2 separate regions of the Gossypium arboreum genome follow, and region 2 is linked to region 1. The links are chromatin contacts, called in public Hi-C maps. All regions are on one chromosome and are shown on one strand. Each heading gives the region's core, a stretch centred on a gene start, on an enhancer-like site or on the middle of the called end of the contact. The rest is flanking DNA. Distances are from core to core; before and after follow the strand shown.

Region 1 (4,515 bases), core at 986-3,485:
TTGATATATGAATTTATTTGTTTATTTAAATCAAGATTTAAGTAACTAGCATTTGGATGATATTGATGAAACATTATTTCTATTGCTAAAAATGAAGCTTTGTAGATAACCATATTAATGAAACATTATTTTCATTGCTAAAAGCGCAAGTTTATTATATTGTTTACACAAACATTCAATTAACTTAAGTAATGAAAGAGATGCAAATAAAAAGAATAGGGAAGATAATACTTATGCATTTATTAATGGAAAAGCCTGTATCTAGAACAATCTCTACTCGCAATTGTCTAACTTTGGAATAGAAATCTTCCGACTAAGCAAACATAAAAAAAAAAATTGAAAACCTAAATCAGATGTGTGAAAAACTTTTTAAACCCCTGTAATATGTTGTTTTGAGCTATTATTTATAGATTACATGTATTATGACCTAACTAGGTCAAATAAAGTTTGAGTTACAAGTTATTTAAGACTGTGCGAACAAAAACACCCATACAATAATTTTGGGTTTCGTCAGATTGGTGTCGCAACATTGCACGCGGAATGCTCCCCTTCTTTATTTGAAGTTGGGTGTCATGATATTGAGTGGTGGTTGTTGCAACATCAGTGGCTGTATGTTCCCCCTTTTGATTCAAATTTCATTGCCGCGGCATCCTCTCTAAATGTTGCAACATCTGGAGCAGTCCGTTGACTTATCGACCTAAAATGTCGTGTTACACACTCAATCAACTTGTTCGTTATTCTTTAGGCCCTAAAATTACATAATCGTTTTAAATTATTGATTATTTTTATAAAAAATATTTAAATAAAATTTTCCATAAAATTTTTAACTTTTGAATATGTGTGAATTAAAGAGAGTTGATGAAGCTATTTATACGTATATTAGATTGATAATTATTTTATATTTGAAAATCTTTTGAAGTCATTTATTTGCTGGTAATTTTTATATGCATATATTAAATATTAAAAAACGATAAATTTAAAATAATTTACGAAAAAAATGAATATCAAGATGCCATCAGAATAATTTAATAAGATCCAACCTAAAACTAACAATAATGGGAGGCTTGAAAACAAATCATTGGTTGATCTCATATCATAAGGTGAATGGTGTTAAGAAAAAAGTATCCAAAGTTTAGGTAACCTAAAGAGGCTTTTAATTTGAAATTAAAAGTGCATAAGGATATAAACCCAATTTAGCATTTTTATATAAGAAAAATGGAACTCAGAATCCACATGTCTAAATATAATTTAAATTTAATTGTATGAATTCTGTGAAAATACTTGATACAGTTTTTAAATTTAGGTTGATAAGTTGTTATATAAGGATATAATAAAATAAATATTTCAAATAAATACTTACCATAAAAATAATAAAATTAATGGTGCCTTCTTTTTCAAATTGCATTTTTTACAAGAGTATTGGAAGCATCGATTTTATCATTAAATCGCAAAAAATTGAATGTGATTAACTCTCTTAACTTTTTGATGGTGCAATTTAGTTGCTCCAAATATGGAATTTAATTAATTACACTACCATCCAACTTTAATCCACACATCACAACAAAAGGAAAGCCAAAAAACACGAATTTAATTTACTGCCACAGAATCAGTCAAAAAGATTACATAAAGCCCATTTCTGGGTTCTTTTTCTCTTCTTTTGCCATTTCTTCTTTCCTGGGTTAGCTTTTCGTCAATTTTATTTCTTTAATTTATTAGAACATATAATAGAGGTCTGTGGTCACAAATGAATATGTATTGCTTGCTTCATTGATTTTTTTTTTTTCAGAACTTGTTTGATTTCATATACATTTTTAAACTATTGGGGAAGTAATATTAGAACATCATCTTTTAAAAATTAAAATTATAGGAAAAAAGAATCTAGTAAGAAAAAGATAAGTTAAATTTTGTTATTAGTCTTTCTACTTTATAAAAATTATGAATTTAGTTTTTACATTTTTATTTGATTCATTTTAGTTTGAATCAGTCCATAATTTTAATTCCTAACGATAGTAATTAAATTTGTTTACTAGTCGCCTACATGTGTAAGTTTAGTCTATTTATTCAAATTAGATCATTTCAAATTCTTATATTTTCTGAATTTTAAATTTTAATAACTAAATTTTTAATAAGTACATCAAATTTTAAAAATAGTATAATTTTACTTAATAAATTTAACAATTATAATTGAATAAAAAATATAAAAATTGAACAAGTAACTTCTACATAGAACAGAGAATGATAAAAAAAAAAATGTAGGATACAAATAACAAAGTGGTTTTGACTTTTAGAAATGCTATATATGATTCCAAATCATGCGGCTTATGTGCTGTGGTTTTTTATTCTTGATAATTGGTGGTGGGGGAGTGGAATTACTTAATATCGAACGTTTATAAAATAATACTCTTACCACAGAGGATAATGGCGTGGTCATCCCTGTTTATCGACCATATCCTGAGCACAATGATAAAATTTTCATCCTCATAATACGTGGTTTTAGGAGCACTTATCTTTCTTTTCTTTTTTTTTTTTAATTTTTAAATTTTAACCAAAACCCAGAAAAAAATGGAGCTAAAAGGGGTAGAACTGTAAAGACAAGGACAAAAACGAAACTCCATGAAGGTCATAATAAGAAACAGAGGAACATGGGAAACTGAGATTTGCAGTAAGCAAAAAAGTAGGATAAAAAGGGAAAGAGTGTTACGAAAGTTCTTTTCCTTTTTCTTTTACATGACGATTTTTTATGTGAAGGCTAAGGAAAATGACAGTAGTTGTTGTTATCACTGCAGTTAAACTTTCTGCTTTGTATACTTCTATGGTTATGCTATCACATTCCCTCTAATTCCTCAACTACCCTTCCCTCTTTTACAGTTCCTTTTCTATTTTTTCTTACATTTCCCAACAACAACAGCAGCAACCCATTTTCCATGAGAAGGGTTTTTTTACAAGGAAAAGAAGAAAAAAAATATTTTACTTTTTGGGGTTTTCTTCTTCTCTCTTTTTGTGGAATTTTCTTTTAGCTGTTTCGTATGGAAGTTGGTGGAGGTTCAGAGGAATGTTGTGTTAAGGTTGCGGTTCATGTAAGACCACTTATCGGTGATGAGAAGGTTCAAGGTTGTAAAGACTGCGTTACTGTCATCCCAGGAAAGCCTCAGGTACTGTCACTTACTAGAATGCAGGCCTTAATTCTTTTAAGTGCTTTCAAATGGATGATTTTGGGTTTAATTTGAAGTATTTGGAGATCTGGATCTTTTGGATGCTTGAATAATTGATCAATCAAAATTAACTAATGAATATTTTGCTATGCTGCAGGTACAAATTGGTACACATTCCTTTACATTTGATCATGTGTATGGGAGCACCAGTTCTCCTTCTTGGATGTTTGAGGAATGCATTGTGCCACTTGTTGATGGCTTATTCCAAGGATATAATGCTACTGTTCTTGCTTATGGTCAGGTACAGCTGAATCTTTCACACCACACACCTAAATATTGCTGTTTTTATTTTCCTTCCAATTGAAGTTTGAAAAATTATTTCAGACTGGATCAGGTAAAACATATACTATGGGCACAGGCTTCAAAGGTGGCTCTCAAACAGGAATCATTCCTCAAGTAATGAATGCTTTGTTCAGCAAGATTGAAAATCTAAAACATCAAATCGAATTTCAATTGCATGTGTCCTTCATTGAGGTTTGTTAAAGAACCAAACATTTCATTTTGTTTGTTCTACTTTGCTGTAATACCTGTTGTTGTAAAAGCTTCGCCCTTCGTGTATCAGATATCCATTTTATGAATATATCTTCTGGTTTATGTGATCGAGAACTCTTTGCATCATTTTAAGTATCACAACTGGCTTGACTAGCTCTTCCTACTTTTTAGACCTGACATGCATAATTTTTATCTAATTTTGATGTAAAGATCCTGAAAGAAGAAGTGCGAGATTTGTTGGATCCTACTTTTTTGAACAAATCAGATACTGCAAGTGCGAATACTGGGAAAGTAAATGTCCCTGGAAAACCACCAATACAGATTCGTGAATCATCAGATGGTGTTATTACACTGGCAGGATCTACTGAAGTTAGTGTCAGTACATTAAAAGAAATGGGTGCGTGCTTAGAACAGGGATCTTTGAGTAGGGCTACAGGGAGTACAAACATGAACAATCAGTCAAGGTTAGTTCATTCTCGGTTCTTGTTAAATTAAGTATTATTTAGTAATTACTTCTTTTAGTTTTACCTTTTTCTTGGTTTTATATGATTTGCTAAATGCAAATTTTGATAATTTTTTATATACCAAAATTTCAGGTAATATGCCAAAGTAATAATTTTCTATAATGACAATTTTTTTTGGCTTTCCTTATGTGGTTGTATAGTCGCTCACATGCAATATTCACCATCACCTTAGAGCAAATGCGTAAACTCAACCCTGTTTCTGGAGATGGAAATCCTAATGATTCTATGAGTGAAGAATATCTTTGTGCCAAGTTACATTTAGTAGATCTTGCTGGATCAGAGAGAGC
Region 2 (4,515 bases), core at 752-3,251, 380 kb before region 1:
TTGTAGTATTAATTTTAGTTAATTAGTGAAATATATAATAATATATTCCTAAACAAATGATAATGAAAGATGGAAACAAGAAATATGCGCATGATTGTAAAATCACAGTTGTATTTTGTCTGCATGTCATTAATACAAATTTTATCTCGATTCAGGTTATTGTTTAATAATAAAAGTTTTATTTAAATTTAATTGTAGAATAATTAATTGGTATAGGTAAACAAAGTTCAAGTTAGAGTTTGTTCGCGCTATGATTGTGTTTATGTTTAAACATAAAATGAGATTTTTTATACAAAAATAGTTTTAATTTGAGAAAACCAAAACCAAAACCAAAAACATAACTTAAACTTATTTAAGATTTTTTCAAAAAAATTGGGATTATCGCTAACAATGAAATGAGGGGTAAAAGTATTATAAATATTTTTGTATTAGGAGTTAAATTATATTTTGATTTCTCTATTAAAAATAAATAAATTAATCGCTTTTATTAGATTAAAGAGTAAGTTAATCTTTCTGTTAAAATTTTTCATTTATTTTTTTGTTAAAATTAGTCATTGTATATTAAAATTTTCATTCATTTATATTGTTAAAAATTAGTCATTGTATATTAATATGAGATACACATGACACACAAAAGTATTCTTGTCTTGATATTTTATCAGCCATATTAATTTTTAATAGTATAAATAAATAAAATTTTAATTAAATAATTAATTTACTTTTTATCTTAACGTGCATAAATTAAATTTGTTTATTTTTTTAATAGAAAAAGTTACTCTATGGTAGTTTTACCTTTGCGGTGTGAAAAACAAAAGCTGGGCAATGATTCAACGAAAGCAGAAACGAATGAGGTGTCCTAGAATTGGACCAAAAACCACCGAACAAAGACCAGAAAAATTGCAGCTCATCAAAACTGAACTTAAAATCCCATTGTCTTATTCCACTTTCAGAGAATAAGGGTTGGGTTGACCCAATCATTAAATTACATGCATGTATGTTCATGAAAAAATATTTTATTTTGGAAAATCATATTTTGTGCAAATACTTGATCAGAATTTAGGACACTTGCTGTCCTATGAATGGACAGTCAAAATTTATCAAATGGGTGGAATGTTTCTAATAATTACAAACTTCTTTCTTCCTTAGCTAATGAAAAATAAGGGTGTGTATCAGTTTTGTTTTGTTTTCGTTCTAGAAATTCATAAAATTGAGATTTTTTAATATCACAAACAACAACAGCTTAATATGAAAATATAAACTATTTCAAAATTTATATAAAAATATCATTTTAAATATATACATATATACTATAAATAAAGTGGTTAATTAAGTTATTGGCATAAGTTAACTTAACATAAATTCATATGTGAAATTATTAAAATATTTTAATTTTAAAAGGTAATTAATATTATTTTAAAGATATTTTCATCTTTTATATTTTTATATAATTTTTAAATAAAATAACTAAAAGAACATTTAAGAATTGAACAAAGGATCAACAATTTATATTAAAAACATTTTCACTCCACTACTAACTATTAACTGATATATTTATATAAATATATTTTTAATATAAAATATTTTCGTTCACTCGCATAATAAATATAATAAAATATAGTATTTATATTATGAAAAATACACCATCATCAATTATTTTATTTACATTTGTGTGTTTCATGTAAAAGAAGAGAAGTGTGTGAATATAAGTATTAATGGACAATGTTGGGGTTAAATACAAAAGTTGAATATATTATAATTTCATTATTAAAAGAAATTTATTTCAATATCACTTCCGATTTCAATAGAATTAATTTTAAACTTTAAAACCGATATGAAAAATTGTGATTACAAAAAAAATTACTTTGAATTAAAAATATTTATTAAGATATTATTATTAAAACTGAAAAATGAATGTGTACGTAGATGAAAGGTATAGAATAGAAGGGATAGTCGGATATAGATAACTGGAGTGGATCCCACACAGTGGAAGAAACGGTGGGAAGGCATGATTAGAAAGACAATGGCATCATTTGCACGTGTCTATGGACCACATTCCATCATCATAAAAAAAGTAAAGTTATATCATACCTCATTTCACTTTATTTAACTAAAAGTAAAACATACTGTTGCTTTACAAACCCTAACTACCATACCCTAATATATTGAGAATAATAAATATATCAAAATAAAATTCAAACCATAGCATTTACTTCCGATTCAATTAATCTCATGAGTTGATCCCACAATAAGTGAGTTGGAAAATGTCTAAAAAATTATTTAAGAAGTCGAGGGTTTTTATTTTGTATTTTTATTAAAATTATAAAAAGACAATTTAAATCTAAAATAAATGATGATATAAGATTTGAACATATGATATTAAAATCTTCAAAGCTTTGTCATTTGAATCAAAATCTCATTTGATTTTTATAAAATATTTTTATATAATTATTTCAGTCACATGTGTGCCATAATTCAATAAATTTTTATGTATTTAAAAGAACTATAATTCTAGTATCATACATTTAGATATATTCAAGAATCAGTGATTTATCCGGCTTGATTATCTAATTTACCTTAAATTAAATTTGGGTAAAAATTTCTTAACGACAGGCCAACTTGATCCGATCTAAAATAAAATTAAATAACTTTAAGATCATTATCATTTAACTTTAATTAATGTTAATATAAAATCATTCGTAACATATTTCTTAAACAATAAAATAGATCATTGGTTGGGTTAAGTTAGGCGAGCTTGGACTCAAGCTTAAAATTCCTTTTAAAATCAAATTTTAGCATGGCCTAACTTAACCCATGATTACCTTAACATGTACATTACACGTGATTTTATGCGTTTAAATTTTGTGATTTAAACTAAATATTTTTACTTTAAGTAAGTAATGCAAAGTAACATTATTTAAAATATTAATTAGTAAGCATAATTAAAATATATCAATTAATTTGGTATTCAAAATATTATAATAATAAAATAATTCTTAATCATTTTAAAGTATTTTTATAGGACAAGATTTTTGACATATTGTAAATTAATACTCCCTACTCGTCATTTTTATATTTTTAATAATAAATATAACTATATTAATTCGTAGATAATATATACATAATATAATATATTAGCTTATATTATATAAATGTATTATATACAATATAAATTATATAACATATGATATTTAAAACTAAAATAATGTAATTCTTGCATAGTTAATAAAAATAATACTTTAAATATAATATAATTCAATATAAATTTTAACCGTTTTATGTATTATGATATTAATTCATTCAATAATGTTTTTATTGACAAAATCTAAATTCATTTAATAAATTTAATTAAACAAAGATTTTAATAAAATTATAATTTTTATTTAAAATGTGATAAATCTTTATCATAATAAAAAATATATATATTTAAAACTACAAAATCAATAATATAATAAACATTCAAGTTGGTGTGTTTATACTAGGAAATATTTTTAATTTTGTGCTCATCAATTTTAACCACAAAGAGAAAACTGAAATATTAAAGAAGGGGAAAAAGGGTCATCTTCTCCCACTTTAGCCAAAGATTTCACATTTCTAAGCACTTAGTATATCGTCTTTCTTGGAAATCTTTTCAGCTTGGGAAATTGATAGAAGAGGATGGAGTGAGAAACTGTTTGTGTTACTGCTTTAGACCATGACAAAATAAAAGCAAAAATGAGGGCATGCAGCAATTGTTCAGATTGAAATATATTACCAACTAGAGATTTAGATGGGTGATTAGGTCATGCAATTAACTATACAAAATGAAATTTACTATAACGCCTCTAATCCGTTCTTGATATCGAGAAAGATAGTAGGGTATATAAGAAAGAAAGGGACATGTAGAACATGATCGCATGGGTGAGAAAATGGTCATGTCGTGTAAAGGAAAGTAGGTGCAAATGTGCAGGGAAAAGAGAGGTTGAATTCCGAAGCGAATATCAAATGGATGACAGTCCAAGCACAGTTGGAATTGATGGCACTGAAACATCCTCACTATACAAACTTTTCCCCTTTTACTCTTTCTTTGCTTTTCCTTCCTCCTATCCCAAACCCTTTTTTTTTTCTTCTTCTGTATATTTGTTTTAACCTCTTGGTGAAGTTCCCACAAACTCAAAAGAAAAGTTAAAAATCTTGACCTCTCACACTCCTTAAAATTTTAAATGTCTGTTTCCCATGTCTACCTTCATTCTTCTAACTTATTGCATTATTCTTTCTGTAGTCTTTAAACTTTAAACTTTAAAGTCATTCTCTATCACCGCTAATACCATTGGTTTAAGTGCCAAAAAACAAAAATCCATGTCTCACGACTCATTTCTTGTATGAAATCTACCTGAGAATGACCCCATGAACTTCACATTCACAGCCGTTGATCCCATTTTCCCTCCAAAAAGAGAGACTCCATTTTTCAAGTCACAATTTGTCAACCTTTTTTCCTTTTTGCTCTTTGTGGATATTGGATTTCTTTGTCTGCTGGTG

Evidence for each region. Hi-C and Micro-C count contacts between places; a contact is called where the count stands out from the background.
Region 2: a Hi-C map of leaf shows a contact between it and region 1, with 2.9 times the contacts expected there. The contact joins the enhancer-like site here to the promoter of LOC108483452 in region 1. A contact is called at or near these places in 2 of 5 Hi-C or Micro-C datasets (both in leaf).

Annotation. Positions count from the first base shown.
Region 1 is chr1:79,085,467-79,089,981 of ASM2569848v2, reverse strand. LOC108483452 (kinesin-like protein KIN-4A) reads left to right here and starts at 2,235. Exons shown (of 26, transcript XM_053029186.1): 1 at 2,235-3,152; 2 at 3,310-3,448; 3 at 3,537-3,686; 4 at 3,915-4,168; 5 at 4,369-4,515. The coding sequence starts at 3,097.
Region 2 is chr1:79,467,982-79,472,496 of ASM2569848v2, reverse strand. The region is part of intron 2 of LOC108481487; the gene reads left to right. Among protein-coding and RNA genes, the nearest start is that of LOC108481487, 15 kb to the left of the region's middle. Within about 2 kb of position 2,001, at least 1 of the 2 cell types and tissues checked has an H3K27ac peak or open chromatin away from gene starts, as enhancers often do. A contact at or near this core is called in leaf, where this site is marked.